2 separate regions of the Neogale vison genome follow, and region 1 is linked to region 2. Evidence: chromatin contacts called from public Hi-C data. All regions are on one chromosome and are shown on one strand. Each heading gives the region's core, a stretch centred on a gene start, on an enhancer-like site or on the middle of the called end of the contact. The rest is flanking DNA. Distances are from core to core; before and after follow the strand shown. Region 1 holds the start of GRPEL1 (grpE protein homolog 1, mitochondrial). Region 2 holds the start of LOC122889984 (MORF4 family-associated protein 1-like).

Region 1 (4,684 bases), core at 1,545-4,044, 290 kb before region 2:
TTCGAGACCTGAAACAAGTGACCCAACCTGGCGGGCTCTGGCCCTTCATCACCTTATTGTGTGCTGACCCAAAACGACATCCACCCAGAGCCTGGCAGCCACCAGCACTCTGCTGTTAGGAGGGTCACACGCATGGCCTGCTTGCCTTTGAGCCATCTGCAGAACCTTCATCCAGGGACACCTTCTTAAACATCATCCCCTCCTTGTCAGGGGCACCATGCACTGCTGAACTTGCTTTTCCTGCATCCCCACCAAGGGCCACCCACACTCTTTGTGAAGTGTGATCGGTGGGCTGATCCAGGAGTCTTCCCATACAAGCAGCTTCCTCTCCATGTGGAGAGGACTTGCACCAAGTTCATGAAGACCTCAAGGAACGAACTACCTGAGCAGGTTCCCAAGAGCAGTGGCAAAATGACCCTTTCGTATGGGACACCCCAGCTCCCTTTTGGAAGTTTCCAGTGTGGCCACGAGGTGGCAGCACAGGTAGATCCCTGTTCAGGGAGATTGCAAGAGGTGAGACACTGGTCAGGATTATGGACACGGGGTGTCCGAGCGGTGGGCAGGGCCCCGAGGGACCCTCTGCGGCCACTGCGGGGGGATCACAGCCTCACGAAGCGAATGTACATATTTGTTTACTTTCCGACTGTAGCCGACAGCCGGGTGCCTTCTGTGTTCGTTGTAATCCGTTCATTACCAAAGAGAGGTTTGCACTATGTACCGATGCTGTCAGTTCAAATAAACATTTCCAGATGGGAAAAAAAAAAAAAAAAGGATTATGGCTTCCTGGCAAGCCTGGACCAGCTGGTGGGTCACTGTCCCCAGCGTGGCCTCACATCGCGACATGGGACCTGGTGGCTATAACTCTCTCCTGACTGTCCTCATGCTGCACTGTAAGCTATTTGGGGTGCCCAGACTCCCTCTGAGCCCAAGTACATTAGAAAATGAGTATTTGTTCTTTAAACTTCACAATAAATATAATCCAAGTTTTTGGGTGCCTGGGTGGCTCAGTCGGTTAAGCATGTCCCTTTGGCTCAGGTCATGGTCCAGGGTCCTGGGATTGAGCCCCGCATCGGGTTCCCTGCTCAGCAGGGAGCCTGTTTCTCCCTCTCCTTCTGCCTCTTCCCCTGCTTGTGTGCTGCTTCTCTCTCAAACAAAAAATTAAAAAATCTTTTTAAAGAAATGATCTCAGTTTTACAGGTGAGCAGATCAAGGATTGTGGCTTGCCCAAAGCCAGTGAGAAACAAGGGCATTATCATGCTTATTTATTATAGTAAATTTCAAATATACCAAAGAAGAGTTACAATTTGGACGGTATTCACCATCCAGCCTCAACCATTTTCAACATTTTGCCATTTTCTATCTTTTTTTTTTACAGGAGTATTTATAAGGCAAATTCCAAACAGTATGGCAATATAGTGTAAATACTCCGTTTGCATTCCTCAACAAATGGGGCATTTTGACCTAACCACTACGCCGTTCTCTCTCTGTAACAAGTGTCACGACCTCCTTTACCATTCTGTTTGTATCCAAATTTCCCCTCACCGTGTCACAAATGTCTTTTGTGCAGTTGGTTTTTCCCATCATGATCCACATAAGGTCCTCACATCCATTTAATTGTGTCTTTTAAGCTTTAATTGTCAGACAGTCCTCCTTTTTTTCTTTTCCTTTAAGCTTTAATTGTCAGACAGTCCTCCTTTTTTTCTTTTCCTCCAGCCCCTTAATTAATAAACTGGGTCATTCTCCCCAGAACAGCCCCCATCCCAGATCTGGCGGCTGGCCTCCCCCGGCAGGTGTCGCAGACTACCGTTCAACACCGTCACTACTTCTGCGCGCGGAGAAGAGTTGGTCCTCCCCGACGTGACGTGCGGGCAGCCCTGCCCCTCACGGAAGCCACAGCTCCAGCCCCTGCCGCCCAGGCGGCAAGGGGCCCACGGGGTTGCGGCCAGGCGCGCTGGAGCAAGAGCCGGGTCAGAGTTCCGGGGCCCTCGCCAGACGGACGGCAGCCGAGGGTTAGTACCTCGGCCTTGGGGCCTGTGATCGAGCTGCAGTGGCCGTTGCCACTTGGGTTCATGACCTTCAGCTGTGTCCCAGAGCCCCCTAGGCGCCGAGCTCCTCGCCACAGTGTGTGTTTTACTCGGAGAAGCGAGGGCACAGCGCAGAGAACCAGCGTCTGCCCGCGTCTCCATCCACCCTCCAGCGTCCACGCGGGCCCATCCGCCCCTGGGTTCCCGCCCCGGCTCTGACAGGAGCCCCCCTCGGTCCCCACCGCGGACCCGACCCGGCACCCGGCCTCTCACCGCGCCGGGCGTCCCGAAAGGCCGCACAGGCCCAGCGCGCACACGGAGCTTGCACAACGCGCTCCCACAGCGAAATGCGGCGCAAGCGCCGAAGGGTCGGCCGGACGCGAGTCTCCCGGGCCGAGAGCCGCACTTCCGGCGCCCCGCCCCCCCACGCTTTGTCCCCATTGGTTCTTCCTGGACCGTGCCCCGCCCGCGAGCTTCTCCTCCCACGATTCCCTCCACCTTTCACCTCCTCACCTTCCGAGCCCCGGAAGCCTCCAACCCCGCCCACCAGGAGGGAAAGAGCGGAGAGCCGCGGCGGGTGAGGGGGGTTGGCGGGGCGTGCTCTCAAGCGGCCCATAGTATTGGTTACTATTGTCTGTCCATCAGAGGAGAAGCAGTTACGGACTGGCTGAAGGGAAGTGTTTGGGCGGGGACGAAGGCAGAGAGTCATCGCGAGTGGCCACGCCCCCTAGGGGGCGGGCCAGCGGGCTAAGCGCATGCCCAGTGCGTGCGCAGTGGCGGCGGCGGCGGCGGCAGTCATGGCGGCTCGGTGTGTGAGGCTGGCGCGGCAAAGTCTCCCAGCTTACCTGTCTCTCAGGTAAGGAGCGCTCGGCTGCCCGTGGCGGAAGAAGGACGATGTCCTCAGTGCGGCTTCCACGCAGACCGAGGCCGCGCCGGGGGTCCGGCCCGGAGAGGGGCGTCGTGGGCCCCGCGGTTCGCCAACGCGGCACGCGGACCCCCCGCCCGGGGCCTGGCCCGCTGCTGGGGCTGAGCTGCCCAGCGTACCGGCCCACGCGCGCTCGCGCCCGGGATCTGGCGGGCCGCCCAAGGCCAGGTCGCGCGCGGGTGCGCGTGCTCGGGCAGCGCCAGGCTTGGTCTGCCAGGCGTTCGGGCTCGTTCCGAACCTGGGCCCGGTTCCTTTCGGAGTGCAGGCCAGAAGCGCTGCGAGGGCCGCCCCGCCATGGAGGGAGCAGTTTAGGTGGACCGTCCAGGGCCCTCCCCGTTCTTTTAGCCGGCGGCCTCTGCCATTCGAAGTCCTAGCTCGAAAGGTAATTTGGCAAGTCTTAGCGTCGCCTTGGCCGGAGGAACGGCTCCGAACCGTGTACTTCACGGAGAAGCTGCTCGGGCCAAACGTTGGGTAGCAGCCGGGCAGAGCCGAAGTTGGACTTCTCTTCAGACGCGCTGGCTCGCGAGGACCTGGAGACCCGGCGGGTGGGGCGAGGATGACCTCCGGTGGTTGGGGGTCACACTGTGATTGCCAGCCTCGGAAATTACAGAAAGCGACACATGCGGACAGAGCCTTGAGCACCCGCATTCCCGGGGTTGCTCAGGTAGTCTGTGGTTTTGTATCTGAATTAGTTAGAAAGCAGTCACAAAAGTAGCAATAACTTTCTGTTCTTGAGGACTAGCTAGCTGATTGTGGAAAGAGGCTCAAACGGGGACTCAGGTGGAGTCCTGGTCCTAACTCTGAGAGGGGGCTAAGCTCTGACTGCCTGGCTGCATCCCCTCCATGGCTGAGCAGCAGAATAGGTACAGAGGCTGTGACTGTCATATCCAGGAATCAGCACTGCTAAGAAAGATGACCGGCCTCACAACAACATATGCAGTTGTTGAATTACCAGCTTCTTTAAATCACAGAAATAAAATACAATAAAAGGCTTAATGCACTCCACTCCGCAGACTAATGGATCCTTCCATTCTTCTGGAGGCCTAAGACACAGGTATACATATACAGGATTTCTGGGGTTTGTCCTGACAGAGAGGCTTCATGCTTTGTCTACTTCTCTAAATTGCATTTCGTACCTCCCAGTACATCTGTAGTGTATCCCAGAGGTGAGAGTTTGACATTCTTGTTCACAGCCACAGAATATTCCAGGTTGTGGAAGTGACAGTGTGTTCAGCAGTGTCCCCAGCCTGTTGCTGTATTGTGTTGCCCTAAACATTCTTGTACACATAATCTGTGTACTGATAGCTCTCCTGTTCTTTGAGGCAGTTCCCTTTATTCTAGGAAGAAGATTGTACTTCTTTTCAGATTGAAATGTGGTGCCATTAAGAAGAACTCTTAGCAGGGTGCCTGGGTGGCTCAGTCCTTAAGCATCCGCCTGCGGCTCAGGTCATGATCCCAGAGTCCTGGGATCAAGTCCCACATCAGGCTCCCTGCTCTTCGGGGTGACTCCTTCTCCCTCTCCCACCCCCCTGCTTGTGTTCCTTCTCTCACTGTCACTCTTTCTCTGTCAAATAAATAAAATCCTAAAGAAAAAAAAAAAAAGACGAAGAAGAACTCTTAGAAGAAATCTGATTTTAAGCTTAGAGGAGAAATCTGGTCCTGGTGAAGAAGTCTAAGTTTAAGACCATTCTGCCATTCATCAATAACTTTCTGACCTTGGGCTTATCACTTAACC
Region 2 (4,327 bases), core at 461-2,960:
GGTTCCTCAAAAAATTGAAAATAGAGCTACCTTATGACCCAGCAATTGCACTACTGGGTATTTACCCTAAATATACAAACATAGTGATCCGGAGGGGTATGTGTACCCGAATGTTTATAGCAGCAATGTCCACAATAGCCAAACTATGGAAAGAACCTAGATGTCCATCAACAGATGAATGGATAAAGAAGATGTGGGATATATATACAATGGAATACTATGCAGCCACCAAAAAAAATAAACTCTTGCCATTTGTGATGACACGGATGGAACTAGAGGGTATTATGCTTAGCGAAATAAGTCAATCGGAGAAAGACAACTATCACATGATCTCTCTGATATGAGGAAGTGGAGATGCAACACGGGGGGGTTGGGGGCAGGAAGGGAGGGAGACAAACCATAAGAGACTCTTAATCTCACAAGAGGGTTGGTGTGGGAGAGGGTGGTGGGGTTATGGACATTGGGGAGATGTATGTGCTATGGTGAGTGCTGTGAAGTGTGTAAACCTGGCAATTCACAGACCTGTACCCTTGGAGCTAATAATACATTATATGCTTATTAAAAAATTAAATAAAAAAGAAGAATCCTGGGTTTTTGACTTAAGGGCCCTGTCCCAGAAGAGGAAGTATGTGTGCTCATTAAGATGAGCAACTGTAGGGGCACCTGCCTGGCTCAGTGGGTTGGGCCTCTGCCTTTGGCTGGAGTCATGATCTCGAGGTCCTGGAATCCGCCCTCATCCGCCCTGCATCCGGCACTGCATCGGGCTCTCTCCTCGGCGGGGAGCCTGCTTACCCCCCTCTCTCTCTGCCTGCCTCTCTGCCTACTTGTGATCTCTGTCTGTCAAATAAATAAATAAAATCTTTTAAAAAAAAAAAAAAAGAGAAGAAAAGAAAGAGTAGACCCAAATGGCTCAGGTTCAAATTCTGACCATAAGCACGTGTTTTGTTGTTGTTGCTGCTTTTAGGATTTTTATTTATTTATTTGACAGAGAGAGAGAGAGAGAGAGATCACAAGCAGGCAGAGAGGCAGGCAGAGAGAGGGGGAAGCAGGCTCCCCACTGAGCAGAGAGCCCAATGCGGGGCTCCATCTCAGGACCCTTAGACCATGACCTGAGCCACCCAGGGGCCGCCGTAAGAGAGTTTTTTAGCCAGTTTTTCATCTATCAGCTTTGCTGTGAGGTTAAGTGAATTAAACTAAGCACTTAGAGTAGTGCGTTGCTGGATAGTAAGAGCTGTAAACATCAGCCTGTCTGATTTAAACACTAGGGAGGGAAAATTGCTTTCACTTAAAAAAAAAAAAAACAAAGTGAAAGTAAAAGCCTGGGATGCCCTCACAGAGGAGATATGCGAGGTACCGGGAGGATCCCAAAGGCTGATTGGGGGGCGGGGCGGGGACGGAAGCTGGGGGCGGTGGGCGTGCGCGCGCCCGCGACAGAGGCCCATCAGTGTGCGCGCGCCCGCCACGGGTCGGTCCCAGTCACGGCCGTAAGGGGGCCGGGCCACGTCGTGAAAGTGCCGCAAACAGTCCCACCGCCGGCCCCGGCCGGGAGTACCTCTTGTTGGCCGGGCCTAGGTGCGGGATCTGCTCCGGGTTCTTTCCCGGAGCGGCTCTGAGGAGGGAGGAGTAGATAGTTCGGGAGAACTGTTGACGCGCGGACGGCCGCAGGAACGGTTCATGCCCGCGCCCGTCCCCAGGGGCGCGGGCACGGAGAAGTGGCAGGACAGATGCGGCCCTTGGACATCGTCGGGCTGGCGGAGCCCGAGGAGGTGGAAGTGCTGGAGCCCGAGGAGGACTTCGAGCAGTTCCTCCTGCCCGTCATCAGCGAGATGCGCGAGGACATCGCGGCCCTCACGCGGGAGCACGGCAGAGCCTACCTGCGGAACAGGAGCAAGCTGTGGGAGATGGACAATATGCTCATCCAGATCAAAACGCAGGTGGAGGCCTCGGAGGAGAGCGCCCTCAACCATCTGCAGAACCCCGGCGACGGCGTGGACGGCAGGGCGGCCAAGAGATGCGAGAAGGCCGAGGAGAAGGCCAAGGAGATCGCGAAGATGGCAGAGATGCTGGTGGAGCTGGTGCGGCGGATAGAGAGAAGCGAGTCGTCCTGAAGGAGCGCGGGCGGTGAGGCGGGGCGTTGGCGGGGCCTGGCCGTGCCACAGCCAGATTCAGTAGCGTCTGGGTGGTCGTCCTGCTGCAGCAGTGAAGGTGAAGCTTCAGTCTCACTGAGTCCGAAATTGGGCAGGGGGAGCAAAGTTGAGGTTGAGAGGAAAATGGGTCCATGCTAGCTGGGACAGGTGCTAGAGCAGACAGTGATTTTTTGTGGCTCCTCCTGACTCCGCTGGTAATTAGAGAAACATTGGAATAACTTGGGGTTTGTCTTTGTGAAACTGAAAAGTCACCTCCGGAGGGACAGTTGCTGGAGGTAGAGCCGCCCTAGCACTGAGGAGGGTGGTGGCAGGGATGGGAAGAAAGCTTGGCCATTGAGCAAAATAGGGGCTGGTGAGAACACGGGAAAGAAACAGAGAAATGTGAAGCTGTAGGCCTGGACTAGAACTTTCCAGGTTCTTCTAGGAGGAGGCAGTGTCAGAGGACTCTTTCAGAGGCATTCTTGTGGATGGTTCTTTTTTTTTTTTTTTTTTTTTTTTTTTAATTTTTAACACCAGGATGCAGAAATCTGAGACTCCGTGTCTTGATGGTGAATTTCTTCCAGTTCTGCTTTAGGTTCACAGCTGATGGATGCTGGTCACCTGGGCTGACACCACAAGAAAGCTGAAGTAGCTTGTTTATTCTGTTTTTGTATGTTTCTTATCTGCATGCGACAGTCTCCCTCAGGGTCAGTGGTTGTGTAAGCGAGCCAAAAGAGAATTCTTCCCTCGGATGCACAGCAAGCCAGTAAAAGACTGACATGGAGATTTTGCAGTGAGGAAAGGTAGGCTATTTATTGGAGAACAGGGAGCTAAGGCTTCAAGTCCCAAACTGCCCGATGACTTACAGGTGAGGGTTTTTAAGTGCAAAATTTGGTCGGGGGTGTCTCAGCAGGTGGATGCTGTTGGTGGTTTGGAGGTGAAGTTGTGTTCACAGGCTTACTTAGTTACTCTGGTCCCACAGAGGTCTGTCTGTTCAATTTCGAGAGACTTAGAATTTGAAAAATATCTTTCTTTCTTTCTTTGTTTTTTAAGATTTTATTTGTCAGAGAGACAGAGCGCACAAGTAGCGGGAGCCACAGGCAGAGGGAGAAGCAGGCTCCCCACTCTACAAGGAGCCCAATGCGGGGTCAGTCCCAGGACCCTGGGATCATGACTTGAGCCAAAGGCAGATGCCTAACTGACTGAGCCACCCAGGCATCCCCAAAATGTCTTTCTTTCATTAGAGATTTCATTAGGTACATCTGGTGTTTCTGTGGTTAGGATGGTGTTGATCAGTGGCTTGTACACGCCTAAACAAGCTACTTGTCTGGGCATAAGTTAACGGGCTTGGATCCTTTGTGTTCCTTTGAATGATCAAGTATTCCTGGGTCTTGGGCCTGGGTCTGTGTGTTTCCTGGCCAGTCCAGCTGTGCCCCGGGAAGATAAGACCTCTTGAGTTCAAATCAGACATGTGTTTGATAAGTGTTCATTTGCCTTGAAAAAACAAAGATCTGTAGAAAATCTTTTTTCAAATAAAGATGTTGCTCAGAAGACCAAAGCCATTGTGTGTGTTTATCTATAGAAAATCGTTTTTCAAATAAAGATGTTGTTCAGAAGACCAAAGCCAGTGTGTGTGTTAATCCATTTCTTTTGAAATGGACACGCTTCTTTCAGCGCTGCCACCAGCAAGCGGGACCGAGCTGCTTGAAGTTTGGGGTTCTTGTGAGCCTGAAACTGGGAGGGAGAATTGCTTACAGCAGGTGGTGTGAGGACAGGTTGACAGAACTCTCAGCTTTTAACAGAGATGAACTTCAGGCCATCGTCTCGTCTCTGGCCTTGCTTCTCAGCAGCTGCGGTATGTTTAGTCTCTCAGTGGGAATAGAACATGCTTTCTGTCCCACCTGAGGCACCAGGAGCATGAAGGAAAGTCCCGGATAGGGAAGAGCTGGGACGAGTAATTGCACTGCCATGTGCTTGAGTATCCTGTGGGAGCACAAGGAGGGACTGAGCACTTATGGAAAAGCTCTTTAGAAAAAGCTCTTTAGAGCAAACGACTTGCCCTGAGCGTGGAGTACAACCCCTGAGAGTAGAACCCAGTGGGGGCCCCCTGGAGCTCGGAACCATGGGAGCTGCAGCCCTGGGGAGACTCTGGAGGACACTGTGGGAGCCAGGTGAGAGGGGCAGGCTGAGGAGAGAGGCTT

What was found. A called contact is a pair of places that touch in the nucleus more often than the background predicts.
Region 1: a contact with region 2 is called in a Hi-C map of muscle, with 4 times the contacts expected there. The contact joins the promoter of GRPEL1 here to the promoter of LOC122889984 in region 2. A contact is called at or near these places in 2 of 3 Hi-C or Micro-C datasets (fibroblasts and muscle).

Annotation. Positions count from the first base shown.
Region 1 is chr11:64,955,661-64,960,344 of ASM_NN_V1, reverse strand. GRPEL1 (grpE protein homolog 1, mitochondrial) reads left to right here and starts at 2,794. Exons shown (of 4, transcript XM_044267840.1): 1 at 2,794-2,880. The coding sequence starts at 2,822. It overlaps LOC122919073 (a long non-coding RNA gene), which reads right to left and starts at 2,400. Exons shown (of 2, transcript XR_006386736.1): 1 at 2,298-2,400.
Region 2 is chr11:64,661,735-64,666,061 of ASM_NN_V1, reverse strand. It overlaps LOC122889984 (MORF4 family-associated protein 1-like), which reads left to right and starts at 1,710. Exons shown (of 1, transcript XM_044225624.1): 1 at 1,710-3,205. The coding sequence starts at 1,725. The coding sequence ends at 2,108.